Regions from separate parts of the Mus musculus genome. Here region 2 is linked to region 1. A link is a contact called in public Hi-C data. All regions are on one chromosome and are shown on one strand. The core of a region is the stretch at or near the end of the contact, and the rest is flanking DNA. Distances in the headings are between cores, read along the strand shown. Region 1 overlaps Tfdp1 (transcription factor Dp 1). Region 2 holds the start of Grk1 (G protein-coupled receptor kinase 1).

The links. Hi-C and Micro-C count contacts between places; a contact is called where the count stands out from the background.
Region 2: a Hi-C map of rod photoreceptor shows a contact between it and region 1, with 2.2 times the contacts expected there. The contact joins the promoter of Grk1 here to the enhancer-like site in region 1. A contact is called at or near these places in 1 of 39 promoter capture datasets (the 3T3-L1 cell line), 2 of 484 Hi-C or Micro-C datasets (nephron progenitors and rod photoreceptor) and 3 of 9 other capture datasets (adipose tissue, liver and pancreatic islet).

Annotation. Positions count from the first base shown.
Region 1 is chr8:13,350,701-13,355,708 of GRCm38.p6, forward strand. All of the region lies in intron 2 of Tfdp1 (transcription factor Dp 1), which reads left to right. Among named protein-coding and RNA genes, the nearest start is that of Tfdp1, 14 kb to the left of the region's middle. Within about 2 kb of position 2,106, at least 86 of the 459 cell types and tissues checked have an H3K27ac peak or open chromatin away from gene starts, as enhancers often do. A contact at or near this core is called in liver and rod photoreceptor, where this site is marked.
Region 2 is chr8:13,403,329-13,408,207 of GRCm38.p6, forward strand. It overlaps Grk1 (G protein-coupled receptor kinase 1), which reads left to right and starts at 1,753. Exons shown (of 7, transcript NM_011881.3): 1 at 1,753-2,488; 2 at 4,473-4,600. The coding sequence starts at 1,790.

The DNA.
Region 1 (5,008 bases), core at 856-3,355:
AATGTGTTTTGTGTCTAGTGAGGTCAGTGGCCACTTTCCCTAGGTTATGAATTTACTCCAGTTCTCCCTCACCTACACTGTGTAGAAAGATGTCACTCAAGAGAGTTGAGACCACAAAGCAGGCCATACATGTGTACAATCCTCTGAAAGCTTGTCACCCCTGGCCTGGCACCTGTGTGGAAGGGCTAGTATTTACGGGTCTGTCTCCTGACATCTGGGAGAAAGTAACTTTCAACTATTAAGACAAACAAGTAGAGTTCCCGGGAGAACACAGTCTGCTGTTGCAAGGCTGTGGGGTTGACAGGCAGGCTTGCCAGGTGTGTGCTGCAGGCTCCCTGACAGGTGACCTGGGGACCTCTCTTCCAGGCATCCTCAGAGCTGGCTTCTGGTCCCTTAGGCCACCCACACACTGTGTATTTATGACACAATGTAGTTTTTAACATCTGCTTGTTACTTTCCTACTCCTTTGTCTTCTGTGTCCCCAAAGATGGCAAGAGGTCTCTGCCTGGCTCAGCATGTTTCCTAAGGAGATTGCTGTTCTCATGGTTGTTGTAGAGGGGGTTTAATTCTTAACTCTGCTCATAGATTTTGGCTGGTGAAACAGGAAAGCATGGAGATAACACTTTTCCTAGTGGTTTTTATGAGGGCTTGTATTTGTGACCTCTTGTCTCTGTACTTGGGGTGAACATAAGCGGACACAGGACAAGTGGGAGGCTTAGAAAATGCCAGATCAGGGAAGCCCAGATGTGATGCCAAGGATGCCAGGGGATGGGCTCCCCTGGCAGGACCTTACTACTGCTTCATGGCTGGGATGCTGTTTTGTGCCTTTCAACTTCATAGTCAACATTGTTCCTGCTTAGAGTCAGTGTTTAGGCTTCCAGGCAGTGTCCACACCCACCAGACAGGTGTCCTGCAGAGGAGAGAGATAAACTTGCTGGTAGAGAAATGAACCAGTTGTAAACGGGAAGCTCTCAGGGAAGAGTGGCAGGCCATCCCCTGGGAGAATCCCCTTGAATGAAACCTGGGGTGCGGCTGGGGGCAGCAGTAGCATAGGACATCTCTGCTTTCAGTCTGCATCTGCTACGCACAGCTGCGGGGCTGAGACTGTGGTCACTGGTGATGACTGTGGCCACTCTGGGCTGTCGTTGAGGTTGGTGCTGTCATGTTTGTGAAAGCTGACTATTGGCAAGCACCAGCAAGATTTGCTCTCTGCTGCTTGCTGTTGGTGAGTTGACTGTCCATCATTGTCCTCAAGAAGGGGTGGTTGTGGTCACCATGATCATTGTGGTCATTGTCATCTGCTGCTGCTGCTGTTTATACTACAGGCCTGCCTAGAGCAGGATACACTGAAGAAACCAGCCAGTGTCCGCAGAGCAGTTAATGTTCTCTCCCTGGAAGGTGCCTGGGCTCTCCAGCTTAAAGGTATTACAGGAGAGCAAAGTCTAGAGTAATTACTTCAGTGTCTAATGTACTAATAGAAAGTGGGCAGAGGGGTGGAGGTGTTGCCGAGGACCTTGTGAGTCATGTTGCCACTGACCAGCTGCAACTTTATAGCCTTGGGTGTACCTGGTGTGACCTCTAGAGTATCTGCTTGGTTGGTACTCATTGCTATTCTTTGCCACCTTCCATCACAGTCGCATCTGGCCTCTACTTGGTGTTCCATTGTGGCCCTAATTTGGGAGGGGAGGGAAGGGGAGGGGAGCCGCAGCAGGTCTTCTCTTTGCTGCCCTTCCTCCTAGAGTCAGGAGTGACAGGCAGAGAAGGGTACGGCTCACGTAGCAGCCACTCCTGTTGTGCTGTGTGGCCCTGTCACAGTCCCCCTGATGAGTTGAATCTGCATCAGGAACTCTCTGTTGCAGGGAAGGCTAAGGATGGTTTTTGCTCTTGTCCATCAGTCTCTGGTTTACTATACTTTGTAATCACCTCCAGGCAGGGTGGGTGCAGCTCGAGTGTATGTACACATGAGTATAACTATGCATTCTGGTCATAGAATCCCAGAGCTGTAGTGCGTAGTGTCCACCCTATATAAACCCAGACTTGTTCGGGTCCTTTGGAATATGCTCCATGACTCACGCTTGGCTGTGAGTCACCTGGTGCTGTGTGACAGACATCCTTAGAGCCGAGTGGCTGAAGGTAGCGGTGTCCATACATCTCTGGTCCTGTGCCTCTGTGGGCCAGGATTGAGTGTTGTGACTGGGGATGTTTGTCTTATGATTGAGCACTGTATGGATTTGAAGCTCTCTGGAGTCTTGCCTACTTCTGTGACGGGAATCTCCCCTGCCCACCACAGGCTGCTCACGCGTTCTTGTGACCAGGCTGCCTGCTTCCCAGAGAGAACATGCTGACTGCAAAGGTTGTACTAGCATTTCAGTTTGTGCTATAGCGTTCAGTTCAGTCAGGCCAGGAGCTGGGAGACATCTGTCCCAGTCCATTTGAGCTGCTGTAATAAAGATATAATGGAATCTCCTTGCAAGCCCAAGATCAAAGGCAGATTTAGTGCTTAGCAATGGCTTATGGCTGCCTTTTCTCCAAAGGAGTAATGTTCGTGTGGTTTCTCTGCTGTGTCCCCACATGGTGAAAGGGCACAGCTCTTTGGGTGCCTCTTGTGGGCCTAATCTTATCGCAAAGGCTCTGCCCCTCAGCTTCACCATTTCCTAAATGTCCTATCTCTACTGAAGGGTGTGGGAGGCAGACATTTGGACTGTAGCAGATTGTTCTGGGAGGTTGTCTTCCACCGAACACTGTGGTCTGGGGTACCGAATGCCAGCGTAAATGTAGCAAGCTTCCTGGCATGGTCAGGTCTCTGCTGAAGGCTGCTGGCCTCTAGAGTCAGCTACACAGAGACTTTTTTGCTGGTCTTCAGATCTCTATGAAGAGAACCCCCAGTGGTTTTGTTTTCTAGTTTCCTTTATGGACAGGAGAGCTTGCGTTTCCTTTTTGATGTTGACACCATGTGTTATGAAAGAGTGGCCTCTGCTCGTGAAACGCTGGGACAAGCTGCGGAGGGCCTTAGCTGGCTCCAGGAGCCTTTTGCTGGGTCTTTTGGTTCAGATTTTTTAAAAAGAATTATTTATTAGTTTATTTATATGAGTACACTGTAGCTGTCTTCAGACACATCAGTTTGCATTACAGATGGTTGTGAGCCACCATGTGGTTGCTGGGAATTGAACTCAGGACCTCTGGAAGAGCAGCCAGTGCTCTTAACCACTGTGCCATCTCTCCAGCCCCCTTGGGTAGGATTTTATCTATTGATCTCAGGCCCCTACTTGAAAAGGGGCCGAGGATAAAGCTGTGTATTTACTGCTGGCTCTGGAAAACAGATCTGTTCAAAGCATTGTCATGAAATCATGCCCAAAAGCCAGCAGTCCTCAACTGAGGGCAGTTTTGCAATCTAGAGATACTTTGTTTGTCATGCTGGGAGGTACAACTGGCAGGTAGTGAGAAGTAGTCGGGGTGTTGTTGAGCTCACTGTAGTAAAGGATAGCCCCTCCTGGGAGCTATACAGGGGACCCTGTGGGATACAGCTAAGCAGAACAGCTTTCGTGGGGGTGCTTACTTGGGGTTCGGGGGATATAGTTACCCTTGTTTGCAGACATGGATGGATGGTGGGGGACAGACTTAAGTTGGGCAGTCCTCCCTGGCTTCATGGCTTCCTCTTTCCTTCATCTTGGTCCATTGCTTCACGATTACCTTTGAACCATCAGGCGCCACACTGAGACTTGTGGAAAAAATCTGCCTGTTCACTACGTGTCTGACCCTGCACAGGTTCTGCTGGCTGCTCCTGGCCAGTGAGCTCTATGAGGCCTGTTTAAGGAAGGAGGACTGATTTTGAGGGAGCGACCCTATTGGGTCAGGTGGATGTTAAGTGGACCATCTGTGTCTCTCGAGTGTCGTCTCTCCCTCCAGTGAGGCAGCATCCACAGCTGCGATGGGATGGTAGGCCCCGTGTCAAGGCTGGGTGTGGCCTGGGAGGAGGAGGAGCGCAGGGCGGCTGAGGGACTGGCTAGGGCGCCTGTCCACCCTGCCTTCCTTTACCTCGGGATGATCTGTACTGTGGTGGATGTCAGACTGGTTTCTGTGAGTGGTAATATAATGAAACTTACAGACACAAACATGGCGCAGGGCTGAATCCCAGCACTGGGTTGTCTGTTAGCTGCTGTATTCCTAGGCAGTACTCCTGTGTGGTGGACTCCCTGATGGACAAGGAGAGGTGATTCGGTCCAGAGTGTCCGCATTTGCCTTTTCTGCCAGTGACAGCAAAGGCTGCTGCTCTCCCAGGCTCACCCCAGGGTACTCTGCCCTGCACTGCATGGGTGGGCAAGCCAGTGGTCAGGAAGGATACTTGCAAAGAAGTAGCTTGCTGACTTTGCTCTGCAGCTCTCTGTAGAACAAAAGCTGTGGGGGGGGATGAAGGGGGGGTTGGGTGGTATAGTCAGTAGGTGACAGAATGATCCTACTTGTTCAGATCCAGCCAGTGGTGACACATAGAGGCTGAGATAGGAATAATGTGTGGTGACTGTACCAGGAGCCCCACCCCCTCCTAAGCCCGTGGTGCTGATGGAGCCTGGGAAGTGAACACTGCTTTGAGCTATAATTGTTATAATTGCTAAAACTGGGACTCAGGGTCACTAGACCTGTTCCAAATCTCCAGGCTGTATCTACCTGGGCTGACTCACTGGCCCTGGGGGCTTGGCCTTTGCCTCCGAGCCGTTCTTTTCCTGCTGGCCTGGCCCACCTGGTGTTAGCCCCAGCCTGCGTCTGTTTAGCCTGCCTAATGTGGTTGGCTTTGGCATTCAGCTTCAGAACTTCTTGTTCATAGCACAGATTTCCCTGCAGTTTCATGCCGGGCTGTACCCATCTGTTGGTCTTCTTTGCTCAGTCTTAACATCCTGGTTTACCCACCTGGCTGTGCCCACCTGGCCCTAACCTCTGTGGCCTCAACCTCTGGCATTTCCCTGGTTTTACTCATTGACTGTAGACATCTTAGCCTGCCTACTGTTCTTTCTTT
Region 2 (4,879 bases), core at 503-3,002, 52 kb after region 1:
TGGTGGCAAATTCTCCTCAGCCCCTTCTACCATGGACCTTCCTGGTATGAAGGTTGCCTGGGATTCCTCAGCCCCAACCCTCTCCTGGTCCTGTTCTGCAGCTTCGATGTGAGTCACCTGGGAACCTGCTAGAGACGGAGGCCTGAGCTCCCCCAGGCCCTCTGAGGCAGGTGGAATATGGATTTCAGTGCTCTGGGTGGCTCTCCTAGCAAGGTACCCCATGGTAAAGCACCATGTCCCCTTTGGTCATGATTGGTGTGGGAGTCAGCTACGGTCTTGTCCAAGGTCACCAGCTACTTAGGTGGCAGGGCTGGGACTAGCACAGGTCACCCCAAGAGAATGAGATCGCGTTTACCTCAAATATTTACTTGCCAGTCTTCCTGTCACAAGCCCTTGCTAGGTGGTGGGTGTGTGTGGCAGGGGTGGGGGTTGTCATTCACCAGAAGGCTCTCCGTTCATGGCCTTAGTCACAACAGAAGGCCCTGCCCCCACCTGAAGCGCCCCACTGCCCTTCAGAGAAAGGGGGGTGGGCTGAATATTTCTTTAACCTCCTGACTCGGGTTTCCCAGGTTTCCTTTATTCTCACACACCTTTCTCCTCCCTGTAAGTGCTCACTCCTGTGGCTCCCCCTCACACTGTCAGCAGTACCTACAGACATGACAGACGTGGTCCCCAGGAGATGGTGACATGCCCAGGTGTGTCCTGGATGTGACCAGGGTCTGAGCTGGGTCCCCAGTATGCCCAGATGAGTCCCTGCTGTGTCATATCTGTCTTCGGTGCACCCTTGCCCTGAGTCCTAGATGCACCCTGGGCACATGTCTCATGCATCTTCTGGCTCAACAGGGAACTTGACATGATGTCCTGTGGGTCTCCTGTACCCTATCCTTGTCCTCTGTCTTTGGCAAGTCTGCAAGGAGAACACTTGCTTCCTCAACATGTGCCTGCGGTTTCGCCTACAGACAGGGACCCTGGTCACTGTGGGCTTCCCCTCTAGATTCCTGATATCAGGAGGCTTCTTCCTGGCTACTTTCTTAAGGATAAAAATTAAAAAGTATGTGGGGGTGGCACAGGGGGACTGGGCTGGAGAGATGGCTCAGTGGTTAAAAGCACTGACTGCTCTTCCAGAGGTCCTGAGTTCAATTCCCAGTAACCACATGGTGGCTCACAACCATCTGTAATGGGATCCAATGTCCTCTTCTGGTGTGTCTGATGACAGTGACAGTGTACTTACATAAATAAAATAAATCTTTAAAAAAAATCGTATAGAAAACAACCTGGAAGCCACATACAAATGGAGTTTCTCCTGGGACTGACAGACTACCTTCTACCCCAGACTCACGTCTCAGCAGGACACAGACAAGTCCTGTCCACCTGCCAAGGCCAGGGGAGGATAGAACTGTTCCCTATGGCCTTCCCGGAGCCTTTGGTGTGCCCTTCCCTAGGGAGCAAGAAGGCAGCACCAGAGGGAGACAACTGAGCTGAACTCTAATCCGATTTGGAGCAGCTTAGGGGATTGTCTTTTTCTGGCACCTTCTGGTCACCCCTAAGGTGTCCTCAGTGACCCCAGGGCTGGGATTTAGTTAGATACTTGTCAGCCCTGGTCTCCCTGGGCCTCTCAGTGGGTTCCCAAGCACCCTGGCCAAGGCTGCATATCTCCCTTGTCCTACAAGGGCAGGGACAGGCCATAGGCCAAGGGCGTAGGGTCAAGCCTGCTTTGGCTGCTGGTGCCTTGAGAATGACTTCAGCTTATGGGTCTTAATACTTGAAGTGGACACAGGGCATCAGCAGGATGGATTTCGGGTCCTTGGAGACCGTGGTGGCCAACTCTGCCTTCATCGCTGCCCGGGGCAGTTTTGACGGAAGCAGCACACCGTCTTCCCGAGACAAGAAATATCTGGCCAAGCTCCGGTTGCCCCCACTGTCCAAGTGTGAGGGTCTCCGTGACAACCTCAGCTTGGAGTTTGAGAGCCTGTGCTCAGAGCAACCCATCGGCAAGAGGCTCTTCCAACAGTTCTTGAAGACAGACGAGAGACATGTGCCAGCTCTGGAGCTCTGGAAGGACATTGAGGACTATGACACTGCTGATGATGACCTGAGGCCACAGAAGGCACAAGCCATCCTGGCTGAGTACCTGGACCCACAGGGCACACTCTTCTGCAACTTTCTGGACCAGGGCATGGTGACAAGGGTGAAAGAAGGGCCAACTGGGAGCCAGGACGGCCTCTTCCAGCCTTTGCTCCAGGCCACAATGGAGCACTTGAGCCAGGCGCCCTTCCAGGAGTACCTAGAAAGCTTGTATTTCCTGCGGTTTCTTCAGTGGAAGTGGTTGGAAGCCCAGCCCATAGGTGAAGACTGGTTCTTGGACTTCAGGGTCCTGGGAAAGGGGGGCTTCGGGGAAGTGTCTGCCTGTCAGATGAAGGCGACTGGCAAGATGTATGCCTGCAAGAAGCTCAACAAGAAACGGCTGAAGAAGAGGAAGGGCTACCAGGTAGGGAGCCCAGCAAGCAGTAGGATGCCCTTAGGCTAGAGGAATTTCCTGCGGAGGTCTACACGGGCCTTAGCTACTGCGCATGTGTGCTGCCATTTGGACTCCCCCGACACAGGCCGCCACTGGCAGGGCTATAGTCCATCTGTACCATGCTCAGGAGCAGTTCAGAGGGAGAGCTGCAATGGAGCATGTACCTAGTTATCTAGAAACCTCTCTGTACATTCTGGCTCCTGTTGTGATTACATACAGGAGAGTGAGGCAGTCTTCCATCATCAGGTACTGTTCACAAGCGGCAGAAGCCATCTGTGATGCCGCAGTGCAGGACCACTTTTCCTGAACACAGGTTTCTAGGGGACAAGAATGAGTGGAGGACATAGGCAGGCTGCCATGTTTTCATTCCTCCTTTGATGGCGTCAGTGTCTAATTAAGGCAGGATCAGCGAAAGCAGCTTATTGTCCAGGGAACACAGCCCTCCACAGCCCGGCTGTACAGTACAGATAATGCTGTGAAACTCTTAGGGATGAATGCTAGCCCCCAGCAGGTCCCTGTTCAAATAGCAGGTGCAAGTGGAGAGGTGTCAGGCAAATCCAGGGGTCTTTACCAGGGGCCTTGGAGATGCACCTCATGGTGGTCTAATGTTGATCTTTAAATGTTGATCTTTATGGGAGAAGGGAGAGCGGGGAGAGACAGGGAGGAGTGGACGGAGGAAAAACTATGTTTAGGATGTAACGTATGACAGAAGAGAGAAAGAGGTCATGGAATGTGGAAGATAGAGTTTCTTCCTTCCTTCCTTCCTTCCTTCCTTCCTTCCTTCCTTCCTTCCTTCCTTCCTTCCTTCCTTCCTTCCTCCCTCCCTCCCTCCCTCCCTCCCTCCCTCCCTCCCTCCTTTCCTTCCTTCCTTCCTTCCTTTTCTCTTTTTCTTCTTTTCCCCCCCTTGTTTTTCAAGACAGGATGTCTCTGTGTAGACCTGGCTGTCCTGTAATCCACTCTGTAGACCAGGCTGGTCTCAAACTCATAGAGTTCCCCCTGCCTCTGCCTCCTGAGTGCTGGGATTAAAGGCGTGCGCCACCACGGCCCTGCTGAAGGTATATTTTTAGAAAATAGGGCCTTTTAGAAAAAAGGCCATGGTGACTGATTTTGTTTTGAATTTGGAACTATTCATAAAATTGGAAAATGATTTAGCTTTTTCATTTTTATTTAAAGTATCTCAATTAGGGGCTGGAGAAATGGCACAGTGGTTTAGAGCACTGACTGCTCTCCCAGAGGTCCTGAGTTCAATTCCCAGCAACCACATGGTAGCTCACAACCACCTGTAATGGGATCCAATGCCCTCTTCGGGTGTGTCTGAAGACAGCTAAAGTGTACTCACATACGTAAAATAAATAAATTAAAAATAAAGTATCTCAATTAAAAGGGACAAAACTGCATACTTAAAAAAAATAGCACCTTTAAGCTTGTGTATGGTCTCACACACCTTTAGAGGTAGAGGTGGTGGCTGGGCTTGTATGAGTACTGAACTCACACTGGGCCCACATGGAGAGTTCTAGGAGAGCCAGGGCTACACAGTGAGCCCATGTCTCAAAATGACAAACACACAAATAACTGCAGCTTTCTGGAACTGTAATTGGAGTTCTGGGCCACCCACACAGACCTGTAACCCCATATAACACTTTTCAGACTTTAGTATCCCCAGGGGACATGACCTGCGGTTCTCACATAAAGCAGGCTCTCCTGGAAGGTCAGGCTGCATTGGGAGCTGTCTGGATGCAAGCAAGAACTGGATGGTGGGGCTATGGTCGTGCAGGGGAGGGGAGGGTGGACAGGGCAGTGACAGAGATGTCCCAGTCAATGCCAAGGCTATGTCCCTGAGTGAATGCGTAGCAGATTTCAGACAGATTGCAAGCCTGTCCCGCGCTGTGCCCAGCATGCAGGCTGCTCTCCACAGTGTATTCCCGAGGACTGAAGATCACAACTCTGCTTCCAGGGCGCCATTGTTGAGAAGAGGATTCTGACTAAAGTACACAGCAGGTTCATTGTGTCTCTGGCCTATGCGTTCGAGACCAAGACGGACCTCTGTCTGGTGATGACCATCATGAACGGAGGTGACGTGAGGTAAAGGTGTCCGGACTTGGGACTGCTTTCAACTAGGGTTCACGTCTGGTGGGGTCCAGGACTTGGGGTTTGCCTGTCATTGTACACGCTTACGACTCTCCGTGATTACTGGGGACAGGCGACAGAGGGCATGTGATGTCGTAGATAGCTGTGGTGGGATACTGTAAGTCGAGAGGGCTAAGAAGTGAACATTAACAATTCCATCGGTGTCCAATGCTATAGGTCTAGAGAGCTGGATGATTGTCTAGAGGCTTGCCTAGAGTAGGAGGGTACCCACTC